Regions from separate parts of the Danio rerio genome. Here region 1 is linked to region 2. Evidence: chromatin contacts called from public Hi-C data. All regions are on one chromosome and are shown on one strand. The core of a region is the stretch at or near the end of the contact, and the rest is flanking DNA. Distances in the headings are between cores, read along the strand shown.

What was found. Hi-C and Micro-C count contacts between places; a contact is called where the count stands out from the background.
Region 1: a Hi-C map of an unstated tissue shows a contact between it and region 2, with 1.8 times the contacts expected there. The contact joins two enhancer-like sites. A contact is called at or near these places in 2 of 18 Hi-C or Micro-C datasets (caudal fin and an unstated tissue).

The regions. Positions count from the first base shown.
Region 1 is chr1:43,507,298-43,511,306 of GRCz12tu, reverse strand. All of the region lies in intron 2 of maml3 (mastermind-like transcriptional coactivator 3), which reads left to right. Among named protein-coding and RNA genes, the nearest start is that of vwa10.2, 100 kb to the right of the region's middle. Within about 2 kb of position 1,361, at least 8 of the 62 cell types and tissues checked have an H3K27ac peak or open chromatin away from gene starts, as enhancers often do.
Region 2 is chr1:43,467,973-43,472,170 of GRCz12tu, reverse strand. All of the region lies in intron 2 of maml3 (mastermind-like transcriptional coactivator 3), which reads left to right. Among named protein-coding and RNA genes, the nearest start is that of vwa10.2, 61 kb to the right of the region's middle. Within about 2 kb of position 2,085, at least 35 of the 62 cell types and tissues checked have an H3K27ac peak or open chromatin away from gene starts, as enhancers often do.

The DNA.
Region 1 (4,009 bases), core at 112-2,611, 40 kb before region 2:
TTATGTACCGTACTGTTCTAGACAAGTTCAATAGTTTTTGGTTTTAATGGGAACATCTTAGCAGTTTGTTTTAAATTGGTCTGATTCCATGGATTGTCGGACATTTTGTTTAAGCTGATCTATTTGAGTTACTTGAACTCTTTGCATGTAAATAATAACTTCTGAAAATTCTTGTTTAAAAATTCCATTTCGAATGAAGACTTCTACTTTTGTTGTCAATTCAAATTCAACTCAAGGTCCATTATTTCACCCAAACATCTATCCCCCTAATTGACCGGCTGTTGCATATTGAACACATCAGATTGAAGCTCTAATTTGATTGCCTTCATACAATAATCTGTTGAAGAAGAGTTAATCACTTGATTTGATTTGTTTTAGTGAGGCAATGTTTTTGAAATATATTCAGAGGTTTATTTAAGGAACTGAGTAGTGGGTGATTTAGATAACCACAAACATCTACTGTTTATCTTTCTGCTGTTATTTTGTATGTGGAATATTCTGTTCTTATCTCATTTTCTGCTATCATTTATTGTATTCTAGTCAGTCGTGTGTGAAAATTGAGGCACCATCTTTACATTTTCTGTAGTCATTATTGGTCTGTTATTGTGGTGTATTCTACAGTATTTCAGATACTTCCAAACCTAGAAGCATGACACCTAAAACACCTTGTTAATCAGGTTTTGAGATACGAGATGCAAAATTGTCCACATTTCTTGCAGTTTAATGAAACTTTTAGTTATACAAGGCTAAATGTTAACACTTATGCATTGAGATAACGCTTCCGCACTGGGCAGTTTGCCTAGAGACATGCAAAGAGTCTAACCGATAAGTCCTCACCCATAACTCTGGATTTTATGTCTGTGTTGTGCGGTGGGACAGTAATGGTTCCTGTTGCCCTGAGCAACAGCTAGCTCTTGGAATAGGAAATCGACACTCTGTAATATATTTATGCCTATGCGCCAACCTCCGATGTCCCCCTGGCCACCAAAATCCCTTTTCCTCATCCTATCCTTGGTATAAAAACGCTGTCTCTTCTTTTAGGTTTTCAGATCATTATTATCACTGCTCACTTAAATGTCACTGCCATTTTCTCCTTAGATGTAACCACTGGCCTTCAGTCCACGACTAATGAGAAGTGTAAAATTTGTTGGGATCTGTTGTGTGATTATCTAACACAAATCATTAGTTAGGCTACTGTTTACTTAAAAATGTCAGCCAAGACTGCCAGAATGCCTTTGTTATTGGAAGGGTGAGAGTACTGGTGGTGGTCTCGGTTGCCGAAGAGGTCTCGAGTCTGCTAGCTTCTGAACTGTAAATTATTCTCATTAATGGTGACATCCTCAGCCCCTCCCATGCACCCTCTCTCTCCTCCTTTCATTTTATCCATCTGTTCATTGGGTTCTGTAGCTCTTGCTCTGAGATTAGATATTCCTCCACCCCTTCTCTCTCTCTCTCTCCCTCTCTCTTTTTTTTCTTCCTCTGCATCTCCCTTGCCCCCCCTTCCCTTCTTCCCTCGTTCTCTCTCCTCAGAAGCAATAAAGGGGTAGATTTATGATGGTTGGTTCCTTTGCAGCCTGAGGAAAATGCGGTAGAACAGTGAAACGAGGTAGAAAGATGGAAAAAGGAAGAGAATGAGGGGAAAAAGCTGAATTAAGGTGGACCATAAGTAAAAGATGGTTTAAATTATGGAACAGGTGTAAAAGAAATCAAAGACTAAATGGGAGAAAGGCAGTATGGAGGAGGATGGATAAAGAGAAATTTCTGCTCATTTGGAATTTTGCCTCTTCCTAAATATGCTTACAACAGCAGGGTTTTTACAGCTTAAATGACTTGGCAGCTGAAAAATGTTTTGATTTTTGTCAGTAGTTGGCTTGCTCTATGTACTTGACCCAACAAAAATGCCGGTTTCATTGCTTTCGATGTAGTGGATATAATTATAACAAACATTTGCTAATTCTGCACATCATGTTTTCCCGGCCACCTAAGACCAGCCTGACTAGTGCCTTCATCACTAATGCTAATTTTTGTTTTGCCTGAGGTCTGCATATCAAAATTACTCCTTCGCTTCCTGTGCTTTAGCACAGCATCGTTTCCCGTTTCTTGCACTTATTAGTGGTAAATGTTGTTACACGCAAATTAGAACAATAATGGACCTGCAGTGAAGTACCTACCGCAATATCTTTAAAGGAGCCAGCTTGGCTCGTGTTAAATTCAGACCATTTGCATGCAATGCACATGCTTCTCACAATATGACATTTAGACCTTTCTGATGTCCCCTTTGTCCACAGAGAGCATGTGCAGTGTTATATGTACTCGCTTCTCTGCTATGGAAGATCAATAACAAATCCCAGCACATGCATTTTGTAAATTAGTAGCTCCATTGTTTAAAAGGTGTGCAACAGTGCTTTTTGGCTTTACACAAAAGATGCGGCTCTATATCTCTGAGAGCAACTGATCTATCTTAAATTTTGAATATAGTTTTAAGTTTTGTCATAAAATTTCTGGGCAGCAAAGTGGCGCAGTAGGTAGCACAATTGCCTCACAGCAAGAATGCTGCTGATTCGAGCCTGGACTGGGCCAGCTGGCATTTCTATGTGGAGTTTGCGTGTTCTCCCCGTGTTCACGTGGGTTTCCTCTTGGTGCTCCGGTTTCCCCCACTGTCAAAACACATGCGGTACAGGTGAATTGAATAAACTAAATTGGGCATGTTTCTTTGTGTTAGGTTGCAGGTAGAAGGGCATCCGCTGTGTAAAACAAATGGTGGATATGATGATGATATGATTCCACTGTGGCGACCCCTGATTAAAATTTCTGCTTGTGGTATCACAAAATAATTAGTTTAGTGTAGCACCTTTTTCATTGACATGAATGCAATATTACACGCCTTTACAGGATTTAGATAGAAACATGATTAAAAGAATCATGAGAAAGTTTCAATCTTCAAAGTTTAATGTTTGGATTTTATTTAGCAATATATTTTATTTTTATGTTGGACCTGTAGTCATTAGTTTTAAAAGTTGTTTTATGTTTATTAACATACATTTTTTTTTTTATTTATACATTTTAGTAAAACATTTGCCCTGGAGTTCTATATAAAGTGAGATTAAGTTTCTATATAAGCTTCTTTTTTTATTAGGGCTGCACAATATATAGTTTTAGCATCGATAATGCAATGTGGCATTCGCAATAGTCATATCATGATCATATGCAGTGTTGAGTCTGGATTACAATTAATTATTTTGCAAGTGTTTTTAGAGGCCTGTGACTGTGTGAAGGTTTTAAATGGGAAATTGTACTGTTTTTAATTTAATAACGATTCATTTGGTTGAACTCTTTTTACAACGAAGACTATGCAATATTATTTTATATTTGATTATTCAATTTCTGTAGAACCTTAATACAGTTCTCGGGAAAATGATAAAATGCTGTTTATTTATTAGCATATTTTTCTTTATTGAATTAATCTATGCCTGTAGATTGGTTATTATATTTTATACACTCCAATACAGACTCATCCCAAAATATCTAAAATGATAAATTCTTCACAAATAGTTATTCAACTCATCTAGTGAAATTGTATTCATACCGCAATGTATATCACAGAATAAAAAAAATAATACAATGTTAGATTTTTCCAATGTCGTGCAGCCCTAATATTATATTATATATTATTATTATATATATTATATATATTATATATACATATTATAATTTATAATTATACATAATTAGGATATGAGAGGAGTTTTATCGTGATGAGAGATTTTTGTCATATCGCCCAGCCCTACACCAGTGATCTCCGAATTTAGGATCAAATGACATTCGGTCATTCATTCATTCAATCATTTTCTTTTCGGCTTAACCCCTTTATTGAACAGAGGATGCCACACGGCAGTTGTACACAGTGGATGCCCTTTTAGCTGCAACCCATCTCTAATAAACACCCATATACTTTCATTCACACATATACACTATGGGCAATTTAGCTTACTCAATCCACCTATAGCGC
Region 2 (4,198 bases), core at 836-3,335:
ATTTGCCATTTACATGGCGGACTTTGTAAGTTTAAAAACTGAACAGTTCACTAGCAAGAAAACAGTTAAGCGATATGCAGCGCAAGGATAAAGAATTAGGTTCCTCTATTCAGCCTCTTTACTTTCTCTTTACTTTTACTCGTTACTTTACTCCTTTACTTTCGTGGTGTAAGGAAACTGTGTTGTATGCACTCCACTGAAGACATCCATTAGCCTACATAATTAATTTTGTTTGTTAAGCGCAAAGATTAGTTTCAAAACTAATTCTAAATTCAGTTCTAATTTTCACCAAACTAAAACATGAACAATAATAACGAAAAACACAAATAACTAATGATCTGCGCTGGACTTTAGACCAGCTTTCAGTTGGTCAACGGTGCGGTCTATTTCAATTTCTCAAAATAGCAACATGCCAACAATGTGCCTTAACACACCTCCTTTTTAGAGCGAAACACCCTTGAGTCCACAAAGTGGCACAAATGGATTTGCTATTTAAACAATGTGACATAAAAATTACGGTTGCGCTGGTCTGAAAATAGCAACAAATCACGGCAAACATGTCTTGCACCTTATTGCGCAGTGTATGATGGAGCCTATAGTGTGATTCTGCCTATAACCATACACTTCTCTTTCCTCCACCAGATGCCAGTCTCTCTGTTTGATTAGAAGGCCTCTTCACTAAATCCATTTTAGGCCAGTTGTGTTGCCTTATACAGTACCAGCTGTGTTTATCAGATTATAAAGCAAAGGAAAGCAAGTTGAGTATTGTGTACCACAGCTCAAAATTGCTCTCTCTGCAGTTTCCTTCTGTTTCTTTGACCTGGTAAATGTTCAGAGGTTATAGAGTTGCATTCCAGCAGTGAGAAGGAGGTGTGAGGCTTGAGCGGGACGATCCTCCCTCAAAGCTGGGCCCTGGCGCTGGCTCTGCCTCAGGAATGCCTGGCATCCTCTCAGACCCTCTGATGTCTGCTGTGTGTCGAGGAGAGAACATCGGTGAGAGCGAAGAGTCCAGGTCTATGATTAGAGCAGGACAAATGAATTCAATGTTCTTCTTCAGGCCTTGTGGAAATGTAAGAGAAGACAAAGAGATTGGGTTCATTCGAGCTTTGGGAAGTTTGCCAGTAGTCTGTGTTTTCTTTGGAATATTGGTAATCAATTTGTAGGATGGCCATATTGTTTGAGTTCCTGTTTATATGCGCTATTAGGATGCATTTAGGGGGATCGTATCACAGGTAGCTGAGGGAAATGCAGTTCAGCTAACATCTGCTATTTCAATGCATGTTCTTGGTTGATCTTCATATATCTTTAATGTTTATTCCTATTATTATGAAAAGAGCTGTGGACACAGTATAAAGATAGAAAATGATAATACAACAAAACATTTGAACTGAGTAAACCTCATGTAAACCAACCTAAGTGACTAACTTTAGCTCTTTGTTAGCGTTTCTCACAATTATTTAAATAGCAGAGTTAAATAAAGCATGTGGTGTTAGTCAGAATATATTTCAATAAGGATTTTAACTCAGAATCAAAGTCTGATATGTGCTTTTATTTTAAAAGTCCGTAAATTTCAGCCCAAACATTAGGTTGTTTCAACCAAAGTTTGCGTCAGATATAAACAAACCCAAATGTTTATGTTAGTTTTAATGACATTTGGGGCATAGTGGTTGATTTTGTCCATATTTAACCAAAAGTTGAGTTTAAACCAGCAGAATTTGATTGAAAGACTTGGATACGTTGGAATGAACCAAACCCAAAATATTATGGCCAAAGAGGCCTGGCTTTGTCCTTTTATCTCTGGTTTCTCGGTTTCATTGTTTTCCTTTATTTTCCCTCTCTTCTCTGGCAAGCCTTCTCTTCGTCTTGTTTATCCTCCACTAGTTTCTAGCTTGCTCACTGTTTTTCTCCTGCCCTCACATTATTCCATCCCTTGTTCAGTGCCCCTCCTTTTTACCAGTTTTCTGTCCTTTTCTTTCTCTCCTTCTTTTTTCATTGTGTGGTGGTAAAAGGTCTGTCTTGTTCAAGCCATAAAGTTCTCTATCCTCCTCCTCTTTTCCCTTTCTCTCTCTCATATTTTTTTCTCTCTCTCTCTCTCGTCCCTCCTTCACTCTTTGCCTTCCTCCCTAATGGTTGCTCCTTCTAGCTCTTGCTCCTATCAGCAGTGTGATAATGTTACGTCAGACGCTAATCTGGCAGTAGAGACTCTCTCTCTCTCTCTCTCTTTCTCTCTCTCTCTCTCTTTCTCTCTCTCTCTCTCTCTCTCTCTCTCTCTCTCTCTCTCATCAGCCTCTACCTTGCTCATGCCCTCGGCATGTTTTCTATGCCTTATCTCTGTTGTTTTCAGCTTGTTGCATGGTTTTAGTTCCCACCATCTTCTCTACCACGTCGCTTAGTTCAGTTTTTTGTGCAGTATTTTGGCTTGTGGGGATTGTTTCTGGCTTTGCTGCCTTCATTTACCAATCTGAATCATTGTGGGTTGTTCTGGTGAATTTGGAATAATAACACATTTGGAAAGTGACCCACCCATCAGAGCTTTTCATGTGTTGCAAATAAGATCACTGAAACTCTCTTTGGAGATTCAAAAACACACATACCTATGTACAATTGCTATATTCTATAAATACAATGAAGTCCTTCACTCAGGGAGTTGTCTTTTGTGTACAGTAAAGTGATTTGGAAATATATGTCTGTGGAAATGTTTTTGCCTTTATTGCTATTTGAGATGTTTGACCTTGATGTAGGAGTCACCTCTGCTCTGCAGATGAGGGCTGTCTACACTTGTGATTGGACTGTTTTCTACATTGTTTTATTGAAGGATTTACAATGTACAAGTGCCACATTGGTGAATAGGTTTGTTTGTTTTATTATTATTAATTGTTTTTATTTATTAGCCAATATAAACTTTTTTAAACGAGTATTCTTATGCTAAACTAATTTTTTATTTTATTCAACATACATTATTAGTAATTTTGTTAACTGCCTTAACTGCCTGCTCTACCAAAGGGTTGACCATATTTTGACAGTTTTAAATAATGGTTTACATACACAGCATTGTTGGTTAACCAAATAATCAAACAAACATAATTCTGTTGCACTACTACACTTGATATTGGTTTAAAAAAAAAAAAAGTTATAAAATTAGTATTTAGAAATGAAATCTGACATTTTATGGCATACTTTAAAACATAAAGATGATTTAGTATTCAAAAAATGTATTATTTTGAATACATTTTTAAATAAATTGGTCTTAGACTTTATATTTTCGGATTTTTCATAGTATATGTATTAATTCCGTTATTTTAGAAATTATGGGATGTGTTGAAAAAAATGCATTAATATTATTAAGTAGCGACATTAAGAAATAGGAAATGAAATCCAAACAATGTTTTTTTCATTGGGCAGTGAAAGGATTATAATAATGGTTTTCCTATTTAAATATATTTGAGTATTTTGGCAGCCATCACTCTAGGCTGTAATGTCAGAAATCCTTGTTGAAAACAGATTTCTCTGGTCTACAGGATTTTGAAAAGTAATGTAGTTGAATCAAATGTTTTGGAACATGATTGTTTTTTAGCGTTGATTGGTTGGTTAGTTTTTGTTTGTGTAAAATTATGTATTTTAGTTTTTATTGTGATTTTAGATACATTTAATGGATACATGCAGAATAAAAATCTAAATGTCTCAAGTAATTTGATTTAAGTTATAGACCATTTCAATGTGGTGATGTCATTGGCCCATGAACATTTCCTACTTATCAAACTATTTCAAAACTATAACAAGAGGCAATTCAATCATAACTTAACGTTAAAACAGCTATCATAACATTATGTATCAATATGTGGCTCTTTTTGTATTCTCAGAAGCTATAGAAATTAAAAATGTAAAACAGGAAATACGTTGGGACCATTGTTTTTGTTTACATCCCTTAAAATGGTCTATAGCAGGTGTCCAAACTCTGTCCTGGTGGGTGGGTGTCCTGCGTAGTTTAGTTCTAACTTTCTTCAACTTCCTTTAACACACCTGCCTGGAAGTTTTTAGTATACTTAGAAACAGCTTGATTAGCTTGTTCAGGTGTGTTTAATTGGGATTGTAACTAAAATATGCAGGACACCAGCACTCCAGGATCGTGTTTGGACACCTCTGGTCTATAGTTTGATTTTATTATGAAATTTTAACATCAACCATTTTAGCTTAAAAT